2 separate regions of the Hordeum vulgare genome follow, and region 2 is linked to region 1. The links are chromatin contacts, called in public Hi-C maps. All regions are on one chromosome and are shown on one strand. Each heading gives the region's core, a stretch centred on a gene start, on an enhancer-like site or on the middle of the called end of the contact. The rest is flanking DNA. Distances are from core to core; before and after follow the strand shown. Region 1 holds the start of LOC123424791 (DNA polymerase zeta catalytic subunit). Region 2 has its middle 16 kb from the start of LOC123433741.

Region 1 (4,878 bases), core at 505-3,004:
TTCTTAAATATTATTTTTGTACAAACTTAATATGTAGTGCACATCCTTTTTTTCCTCTTTCCGGCGATGATAGGAATTGCAATAAACATTCATTAAATTAAAACCAAATTGAGAGAAAAGAAAACATCGTTAACCACGCATGCACATCTTTGGAAAACCTCATGGGGAGAAACACCATATTTCTCATCTTATTTCGAACGACTGTACATTCAAACACGTTTTCGTTATGTGAGCACTGAGGCCATCGTCGGCAACACAAATGTGATGCCATGTGAAATTATATTGCGTTTAGAGCGTGTGTTATTTTCTCTTCCGTTGCAACGCACGGGTTCTTTTGCTAGTATACCAAAAATATACAATGCCTATGAAAATAATTAGACATAAAAATATAAATTTCCAAAAGAATGTGAATCATGATTTTCAAAAATGTAAACATGTACATAAAATATGTTTACCATGTATACGAAGATGTTGAACGTGTAGCGAAAAAAGTTCACACATGTTCATAAAAAAAGAAACCGATTGAAAGGACAAAGAAACAAAGAGGGTGGGAGCCACCCAATTTCTTTGTTTTTCGATACTTTTCTGAGCCTAATCACAGTTTCTCTTATAGTCGGAGATCTGTAACTTCGATTAAGAAAACTTTTGATATTTTAGGAATTTTCTTGTGGCATAAACAGAGGCCCGACCGACTGAGGTGACTCCAATACAGACCCACCACTTGAGCAGGGGTGGGTGTGTAGGCAGGCCGTTTAGAGCCCTGTATTTAGTGGCGGATCCACCATTGGGGCGAGCTGGGGCGACCGCGGACAAAGCAGGGTATTTCACGTGCCTATTGACCATCGACACAACACAATGAAGCTTCATCACCATCCATCGCCGCGGCAAATCTTAATTTCTGGGCCCGTCACAGTGTCGTAGTCCCCCTGGCTTGCATCTTCTGGCTCTACCGACGAGTGCCCATATACATCTCGACATCATGCATTCGAGAAGAGTGTGTCTACACGAATCCTTGGCACCACACATACCACAAGAGCTAGTTGTAGATATTTTCTGATGGCATCTCACGTCTTCAATAGGAAGGGAATGTTTTGCTAATCTCCATAAGAAAAATCTGATTTTGCCTGGAAATTTAGGCCCTGTTTGGAACCATCCAGATTATATAATCTGGTTTTTATAATCTATTGTATTTCCAAATAGGACAACTTATATTGTAGAATTTATAAACTAGATGACCAGATTATTATAATCTCATAATCTCCTCTACCCAGCTAAAATGAGATTATGGATTATAAATGACGTGTTATCCTTGTAAACTTCAAAAGAATTACGCAATGTCACCGCCACTTTCCTATTTTTTCTTATAAACTGAGGGCAAACATGTCATTGTACAATTTAAAAGCTGATTTACAGTTTATATAATCTGACCTCCAAACATACCCACCTGGATTATTTTTATAAAACAGATTATATAATCTATGTTCATAATCCAGATTATTATAATCTATTATGGTTCCAAACAAAACCTTAATCTTCCACAAGATTTAAATGTGATGCACCAGCACTCTCCTCTAACCAAACTTCTCTCCTCATCTTGTGTGCAGACTGGGCCGCGGTAAACGGAACACACAAAATACATACATTTCCAAACTGGGTTATAGGCGACACAGGCCCAAAGGGACCCAAGGTTTCGACAGACGATGATGGGCCGTGGTCCTTAATAAACCCCCAACTAGCATCCGCTCGCGATGGTCCACGGAGTCAAACCCAAACCCAAGTGGAGCGAGCAGCGTGCCGTGGAAGGAGCCGGAGCCGGAGCCCGGGAACCCACACCGCCCCCAAATAGAACCACCGCCCACCCACCGCGCCGTCCTCGCCGGCGACCATGAATCCCTCCTCGCCGGAGCCGGAGCCGCCGGGGACCCCCTCGCAGGTCCTCAGCGTCCGCATCGTCTCGCTCGACTACTACATGGCGCCCCCCGTCCCCGGCCTCGACATCTCCTACAGCCCCTTCCACTGTACGCTCCCTGCCCCATATTGCCCCCTTTCTGAACTTCTTCTCCTCCGAGCCGCGCTGAATTCCCTGTCTGTCTGGTGGCCGCCGCAGGCGAGGAGGTGGAGGAGGTGCCGGTGATCAGGATCTACGGCTCCACCCCCGCGGGGCAGAAGACCTGCCTCCACGTCCACCAGGTGGGCACCAGCTTCTCTCTGCACCTATTACCGTTCTTCACTCGTCACATTTCAGTATGCTTGTGTGAGTCTCGCCATGGGAAGGGGGATGGGGAGTGCGGCGCGCCGAATTTGATGCTTGGAAGCTCGATTCGGCATGCCAATTACCAAAGAGCAGTGTGGCACACATGTCTTCTTACCTGGAAACCTATTAGTATCATCTTTGATGAACTGTTGTACTCCCTCTGATCCATATTACTTGTCGCTGTCTTAGTTCAAATTTTGAACTAAAAGCACAACACTTATTTTGGATCGGAGGGAGTACAAAAGTTGTACTGAGGCAGCGACAAGTAATATGGGTCGGAGGGAGTATCATATACTCCAGTAGTTGAAATACTACTCATCTCTATTGTATTCTGGCGACACATTGTTTCATCTACTTTCTAATATAACAGTCTGAAGTTGTAATTCTCCTTTTGGTATTCAGGCCCTGCCGTACTTGTATGTACCTTGCCCAGAGGAGATACTTCATAATATTGAAAGAGGTGACTGCACTTCCTTTTGCCTATGTTTTTACCATCCCTTTTTCCATTTACTATATGGGCTCTTCTCTTGTTCGACATGATGTTTATCATTTCATATCAGCTGTTCAACTTCTTACCAGGCAGTCGTTATTGTACATCTTGTAAATTTTGTAGATATTACTTTCTCATATAGTTGGTAGTTACGGTCTTACGGATTCCCACTTTTAACTTTTTGTTCGAGGCACTAGCATGATTTGTTGTTAAAAACATCAATTTACATGTTAAAAGCTTGCTCTACTTTGCTTTTGCGACATAGTTACATAACATAAAGGATACGGTGAACTCTTGGTCTGAACGAGACGTAGTAAAGCACTTGTTTGGTTTTCTTTCTAATCAACGGGGCGTCCGTGTCAAGAAAAGCACCTGGCAGTCAATTAATGTTTTCTCTCTCTTTTCTTTAGGGAATTCATGTATGACTGGTCTATTGAGTGACCTCGAGAAAACTTTACAGGTAGAGTCCACTTAGTTGGTATGTTAACTTTCTCTTTTCGTGAGTATCATCATTTCCCCTGCAGAATCGCGGCCCAGCAAAAAGGAGGCATGTCCATGGATGTAGCCTTGTTCGAGCAAAGAAGTTGTATGGTTATCATTCATCCGAGGAGATTTTTGTGAAGATCTACCTGTATCCACAATTTAACCATTTACAGATCATTTCTTTTTGCTACGAATGTTTGAACCTGTGTAAATCATTTCCCACTTCCTTTTCTGGTTACTATTGTGTTGGAAAATTGTAAATTATGGACGTAGTTCATCTGATATATTGAAAACCCCTTTTTAACCTTTCGTTATGGACTTAATTGTGAAACATAGTGCTTTACAAGCATTTTGAGGTAGCTACATAAGACAGGAAAGTGAAGATCATGAAATATTCCTGTCATTGTGTATTGACAATATCACAATATCACTCAAAAAATATCCCTTTCTTTATGACTGCATATGCCTGAGCCCTGATGACAACTTAGGAAGTCATGAGCGTTGAGTGGTTTGCTGAGTTACCTTCTGTTTTAACTGAAAACTGAATAGCATCAAATGTTTGAACCAAATGTTGTCATAGAAATCTTCTTGCACAAACTGATAGGTCAAATTATGCAGGGTATCAAGTGCATGTAATCAATTGATGTTCTGTTCTTTCATCAGACACTTGTTGTCACATGGAATTGTTTCTCTTTTATTGAATGTATGCCTGCATTTTGTTCTCCTCCACGACTTTGTCATGCAACTGATTGCCTTGATTTAATCTAAAGATATTATCCTCATGAGGTTTCTCGGGCTGCGACCCATCTATTGGTATGATACATTGAAGCTCCCTTCTGCTTAAGTTGTGGTTTTAGTATTTCCATATGGATGGGTACATGACTACATTTATGTCCTGATAGGTAGATAAGTCTGAACTGGAGGAATATTGTTATCAACTCATTTCTGTCTCATGTATCTTCTTTTTCACTAATTTCTGCAAAATTACTATGTTCTACTAAGAGAGCTGCAATGTTTTTTTTTACATCATTGCTCTCTATTGTTCTTTTGATCTGTTTCCATTAGCTATGCATTTAAGAATTACTCAATTTGTACACTAGCAGAAAATTGTAACTTTAATGGCGAACAGAGTTATGACAGGAAACTTTCATGGCTTGAAGCTGTGAATTGAGTAGTGTTCACCTTGGTGCTAGCGCTAGTAAAGACATTGGACAAGCGCCTAGTGTGTCATGGCCGATTAGGCAGGGCTAGCAGTTGTCTGGTTATAACAAATCATCTAGAGAGCTGGCATGGATGACAACCTCTCTTGTAATGAATGTTTATTAATTTTAAGACACCGGTGTATTTTGTGGTATTCCATGCAATCGTAAGTATATTTTTATGGAAATTGGAATCTCTTTTATGTAAAGTTTTATGCTATCCTCGCTGGGACTGATCGCGAGCTGTTTGGTTTCAGGGCGGTGCTGTTCTTGATAGAGTATTCCAGCCTTATGAATCACACATTCCATATCTTCTTCACTTTTTGGTGAGAGCGATGCTTTCTTATTCTGTTTTTATGGATGTCCTGAACTGCAAGACTATTGCCATTTTGTCTCTTTTGCACAAGCATACAACTTAAGTACAATATTCCTGACTTGATGGTGCCAGTGTT
Region 2 (4,895 bases), core at 701-3,200, 140 kb before region 1:
CTACTTGGCTCAGAGGCTGCAGCAGGGGGGCCAAGTAAGCTAGTTACATGGTATATATACCATGTCGGCTGAATCATTTTGGGGGGGGGGGGCAGGCCCCTGCTCGCCCCTGGCTCCGCCACTGAATGTGGGGACAAGTCACATGGAAGTACGGGGATATGATTGGAACAGTCGGATTTGTCGCCAAATAGCAGGGTTGGCTCGCGACAGAGTGTCAAGCTGGACGTGGCGGTGGTCCGTAGGGTTACCGGGTCGACGGAGAGGACGTGTTTTTACGAAAAGATGGTGGGTACCAATTCGATTTGGTGATAGCTATCAATTTACTTTAGAGGGGAGTGTATTAATTTAGGGGTGGGGCATTTCAATTTAGCTTTCCAGAGCTTAAATGTTTGGATGGGCTCGAAGTGTGGAGTTCATGGAGCAAAGAGCTGAAGAGGATCCAAATAGACCTACACGCGTCAAAATGCCCAGCAAACTCGTAAGGGCTTGTTCGGTTAATCCTCACCACAAGAGGATTAGAGAGGATTGAAGGGGATTGAGGTGAAATTTGACTTACAAGGGATTTAATCCTCCCCAACCCACTCTAATCCCCTTCAAATCTGTTGCAACCGAACAAGGCTTAAGGATGATGCAACCGGTCCGATCCATTAACGCTGGCTGTAGCGAGTCAAACAATCAGCAATCACTTCTTTTCCCTACTACTTACTTTCCGTTTTCAGTTAATTTCCCAAAATTTACTTTTTTCAGAAAAAGTGAATATTTATTTATTTTTAAGAACACTTTACAAAAACTTTTGTAAACATCTTTTGCAATTTTTTTGAACACTTCAAAAAATGCAAACTGAAAAGGTAAAAAAAACTAACATTATAAATGTTATGGTCATTTATAAAAAAAACCGGTAAAAAATACTACAGAAAAATGAAACCAAGAAAACCAGGAATGAGAACCTTACGAAATTATTGCTGGGGCATTTTGCGGCAATGAGCGATAAATAAGAAAATCTGTATACAATAGCTGAAGTAAACAGCATTGGCACCCCTCAAAAAAAAAAGGCAAAAAAATAATAATCATGGCCGACCGTCAGGCAAAAAAAAGTTCCAAGCAAAAATGTACACGGTGCAGTGACCCATTATTCAGCGACCTGCTTGCTAGAAACTCAGCAAACGCGCACCTCCTCGCCAGCGCAAGAACCAGCGGGCCCGATCCGTAACAACTGCATGTGGTGATCCTTAGTGTTTGCGTTATTATTTTTATCTCGGCAGTTTTTTAAGTAGAATTTATTTATTTTACCAGGCTTTCTGATAAATATTTCTATAAACATACAAAAGTTGAATGCCAATTCATAAAATTTCACGAATTTTAAAATATCCACTGATTGAACAAATATGTGATTTCAAAGAATGTTTATGATTTTAAAAACACGAATTCAAATAGCATACATGAGTTTGAAAAAGGTTCACGAGTTTTAAATACGTTAATGCATTTTATTTTATGAATTCAAAAAATGGTTACGATTTTGATAGTATATTTTTATTAAAAATATATTAAACAATATTCTAATTCAAAAATTTCAGTAATTTAAAAAATATTCATGAGTTTGAAAATGTTTACCAATTTATAAAATTATTCAAAGGTTTCATAACGTTAACTAATTCTCAAATATGTTCGTGATTTCATAGGATTTGCACGAATTGAAAAATGTTCACGAGTTTTCTTTTATGATTTACGATTTTGTTTGTATTTGATATAATTAAAGATTTAGAATTTTTTATATATTCTAGGGTTGTTGCAAATTGTTCCTTAGTATGTGAATTTGGAAAAAGAAAAATAATTTTTATGACAAAAGAAGAAAAATAAATGATAAAATAAATTAAGCAGACAAAAACACAAAGAAACAGTCTAACGGGCTGGCCCATCACCACAGGTTGGGGTGTGCGTTTCGTCTCTATCCATTGACGCGCGCGAGGAATATGATCCCCACACAGAGCTCACCCACACTGCCTTCTGTTCTAAAAAAAAATACACCGCACTGCCTTCTATAGATTTTCTATAAGTGGACCGGGCTATTCACGCGATATTCAAGCGGGGAGGCTGCTCCCAATTATGGAAACTTTCTAGAAGCTTCGAGGACAGTTTTGGGAAGCTTTTGTATACGCCCGGCCAGTTTTTTTCTTTTTTACTCGTTTTTTGCCTAGGGTTTTTAGTTTTTTCATTCGAGTTTTCTTTCTAAAATAATGAACGTTAAAAAAAGAATCACGAACTTTTTTGCAAATTTATTGGACTTTTTTTCAAGGTCATGCACTTTCCTTAAATTTCACCATTTGTTTCTAAATTCGTCGACAACTTTGGTGTGTGCAAAACTTTCTAAATCTATTAGAAAGCCATGGTTGGCCTTTTTCGACTAGGAGTTTCTACTTTTTTCAGAAGAACCAAAAAAGAGGTGAGTGTGTACAACGAGAGTACATGTTCCGGGGCGACCATTTGTATGAATGTGCAGTGGTGGAGGACGGACAAAAGTTAAGGTAGGACGGGCTTTTGTCACTCGTCACCGACAACGACGTTGCACCAATGCGTCGCCTTGCACGCAGCCTGCACCAAGGAAAATCAAGGTAGGGCGGCCGCCATGCCTTGACCTACCGTGTCCTCCGCGTGTGCGTGCGTGTGTGCGCATGTGTGCGTGTTTTGTATGAAACTAAATGATTGGTATCAACATCCATGTAGGTGCTTGTACCTTACTTTGGGCAATTATGAATGCCGGAATGACAATGTGTTTCACACACCTCACTCTATTTACTTTTCGAGCATGCATTATCGATCTTTATGTGGTCATCACTTCAACATGGCGACGCATGTTAAGTCATGCAATCTTGTTTACCGGTCGGTTGTTGTCCTTTTCTAATTGTTACATTCCTGTTAAATTTATTTGAGGGTATATCTTCTTCTTAGTTGATATACTATGCATTTGTTGAACTATCCTTTTTCCGTTCCATGAAAATGGTTTTTTTTCGTCTAAACATGCTTTATTCATTACTCAACAAAGTTCATAGGAATACAAGATAAATTTGGAGGGGTTAACAGTCACAAATGGCGCCCAAAATCCAAGCCGAAAGCATGCTGAGCGAGGCTATGTGCCTCAACATTGGTGGACCTACCTTCGAACATGAAGGTGCAACTATCAAAATTCTCCCTTGAAACCGCAATCTCCCTTGTGGTGCTGGCGTAGACACCCCCGGTGCAGTTTGTGATGTCGTTTAGTACTCCTTGGCAATCACTCGCGACGAGGATACGAGCAAGGTCCAGGTCAGTAGCAAGAGCAAGGGCCTCGCGACATGCCAACACCTCCAGGGTCGTCGGATCCGTCACCCCATTGATCTTGATTGCTGAAGCGCCCATGAAAGTGCCTCAAGAGTTTCTGTAAACTGCACTAAAAGAACCAAAGTTACCATCTGTGGAGACGGCTCCATCGACTCGGATTTTAGCAGTTCCTTCTGGACGGGGTATCCATCTTGGTTGCCCTTGTGTTAACGGAGGAGATCCCCTTAAAACCTTCTTCAGACTGCACTCCGCGAGTTCCCGAATATACTTCATAATGAAATTGAAAGTAGATAGTGGACTCTGAAAGATATTATCATGGAGTGCCTGACGTCTCGTGTACCAAAGTGCCCATAGGGTTACAATAATCAAAGTGAATTATGCAGAAGAAAGCATGTCTTGGATCGCTAATAAACACTGTTTGGCATCTGGTTTCGTAGTGGTGTTCAAAGCCTCCACAAGATCCTGGTCGTGAAGAGACCATACACATCTGTTGACTATGAAGTGAAGCAAAGAATGTTGCCAAGAGTCCTCGGCACCACAAAGTCCACAACATTTAGAGATAGACATGTGCCAGTGATGCAGCAAATCCGCTATGGGGACAGATTGCCGAGCCAATCTCCATAGAAAGATTTTACACTTGGAGGGGACATCTACCTTCCACAACTTTTCCTATGACTGTTTTTCTACTTCACTGTTCGAGGAAACAGCTCTCCCTTCCAACCAGGCCTCTCTCCTCATCTTGGTATCAACTAAAATGCGGTAAGCAGACCGAATCGATAAAAATACCTCGGTTTCTCATGCACCCAAGACCAAAAGTCCTCAATATTACGTGTACACAATGGGATAGAATATATTGTTGCGACATCTGTAGGCAGGAAAACGTCATCTATTAAGGCAATGTTCCATTCAGCGCTGCGAAGGATTAGCTCGCTCACCAATTGAGGAGGCATCACCACTCTGCTCACAATAGGTCTCATGTTCGAGGGTCACGACAGCCAATTGTGGTGTCATATTGTAACGCCCCGGACACACCCGCCTGCGGTAGTTACTCCCGGCGGGATCTAGACTGGCCCCACATATCAATACTAGTCTTTTCTGCGCACTTTGTGCTCACTCATGCGCATCCGGCATCAACTTCCCAGTCGGTCACCCATCCTAGAACTACTCCAAGCCGATCATGCTTAACATGGGAGTTCTGTTCGAATGGGTTCCCGAAAAAGAAGGAATTCCTTATTGATATGAGTAGTCTATCATCCCTAATAAGCCAGGCTATCACATACACCACCACTCAGAGGAACCGACGTCCTCGTCTGGCCATAGGAGCGTTCCCTCTTGGCACAAACGTCTGTGCTTCCAGTCCAGTACATGTGCCATGTCGTGTGCCACGAGGGTCACAAACGTCGTGAACAACATGACCGCACACCTGTCCGCAGACATCCGTGTAACTGCAAGGGTCGACTCTGATACCAAACTTGTAACGCCCTGGACATACCCGCCGACGGTCGTTACTCCTGGCGGGATCTAGACTGGCCCCACATATTAATACTAGTCTTTTCTGCGCACTTTGTCCTCACTCATGC

Evidence for each region. Hi-C and Micro-C count contacts between places; a contact is called where the count stands out from the background.
Region 2: a Hi-C map of leaf shows a contact between it and region 1, with 7 times the contacts expected there. The contact joins the enhancer-like site here to the promoter of LOC123424791 in region 1. A contact is called at or near these places in 4 of 6 Hi-C or Micro-C datasets (leaf and seedling).

Annotation. Positions count from the first base shown.
Region 1 is chr2H:46,958,280-46,963,157 of MorexV3_pseudomolecules_assembly, reverse strand. LOC123424791 (DNA polymerase zeta catalytic subunit) reads left to right here and starts at 1,754. Exons shown (of 24, transcript XM_045108484.1): 1 at 1,754-2,018; 2 at 2,108-2,190; 3 at 2,657-2,714; 4 at 3,155-3,204; 5 at 3,269-3,375; 6 at 3,998-4,040; 7 at 4,684-4,752. The coding sequence starts at 1,886.
Region 2 is chr2H:47,097,391-47,102,285 of MorexV3_pseudomolecules_assembly, reverse strand. No RefSeq gene overlaps it. Among protein-coding and RNA genes, the nearest start is that of LOC123433741, 16 kb to the right of the region's middle. Within about 2 kb of position 1,950, at least 2 of the 3 cell types and tissues checked have open chromatin away from gene starts, as enhancers often do. A contact at or near this core is called in leaf, where this site is marked.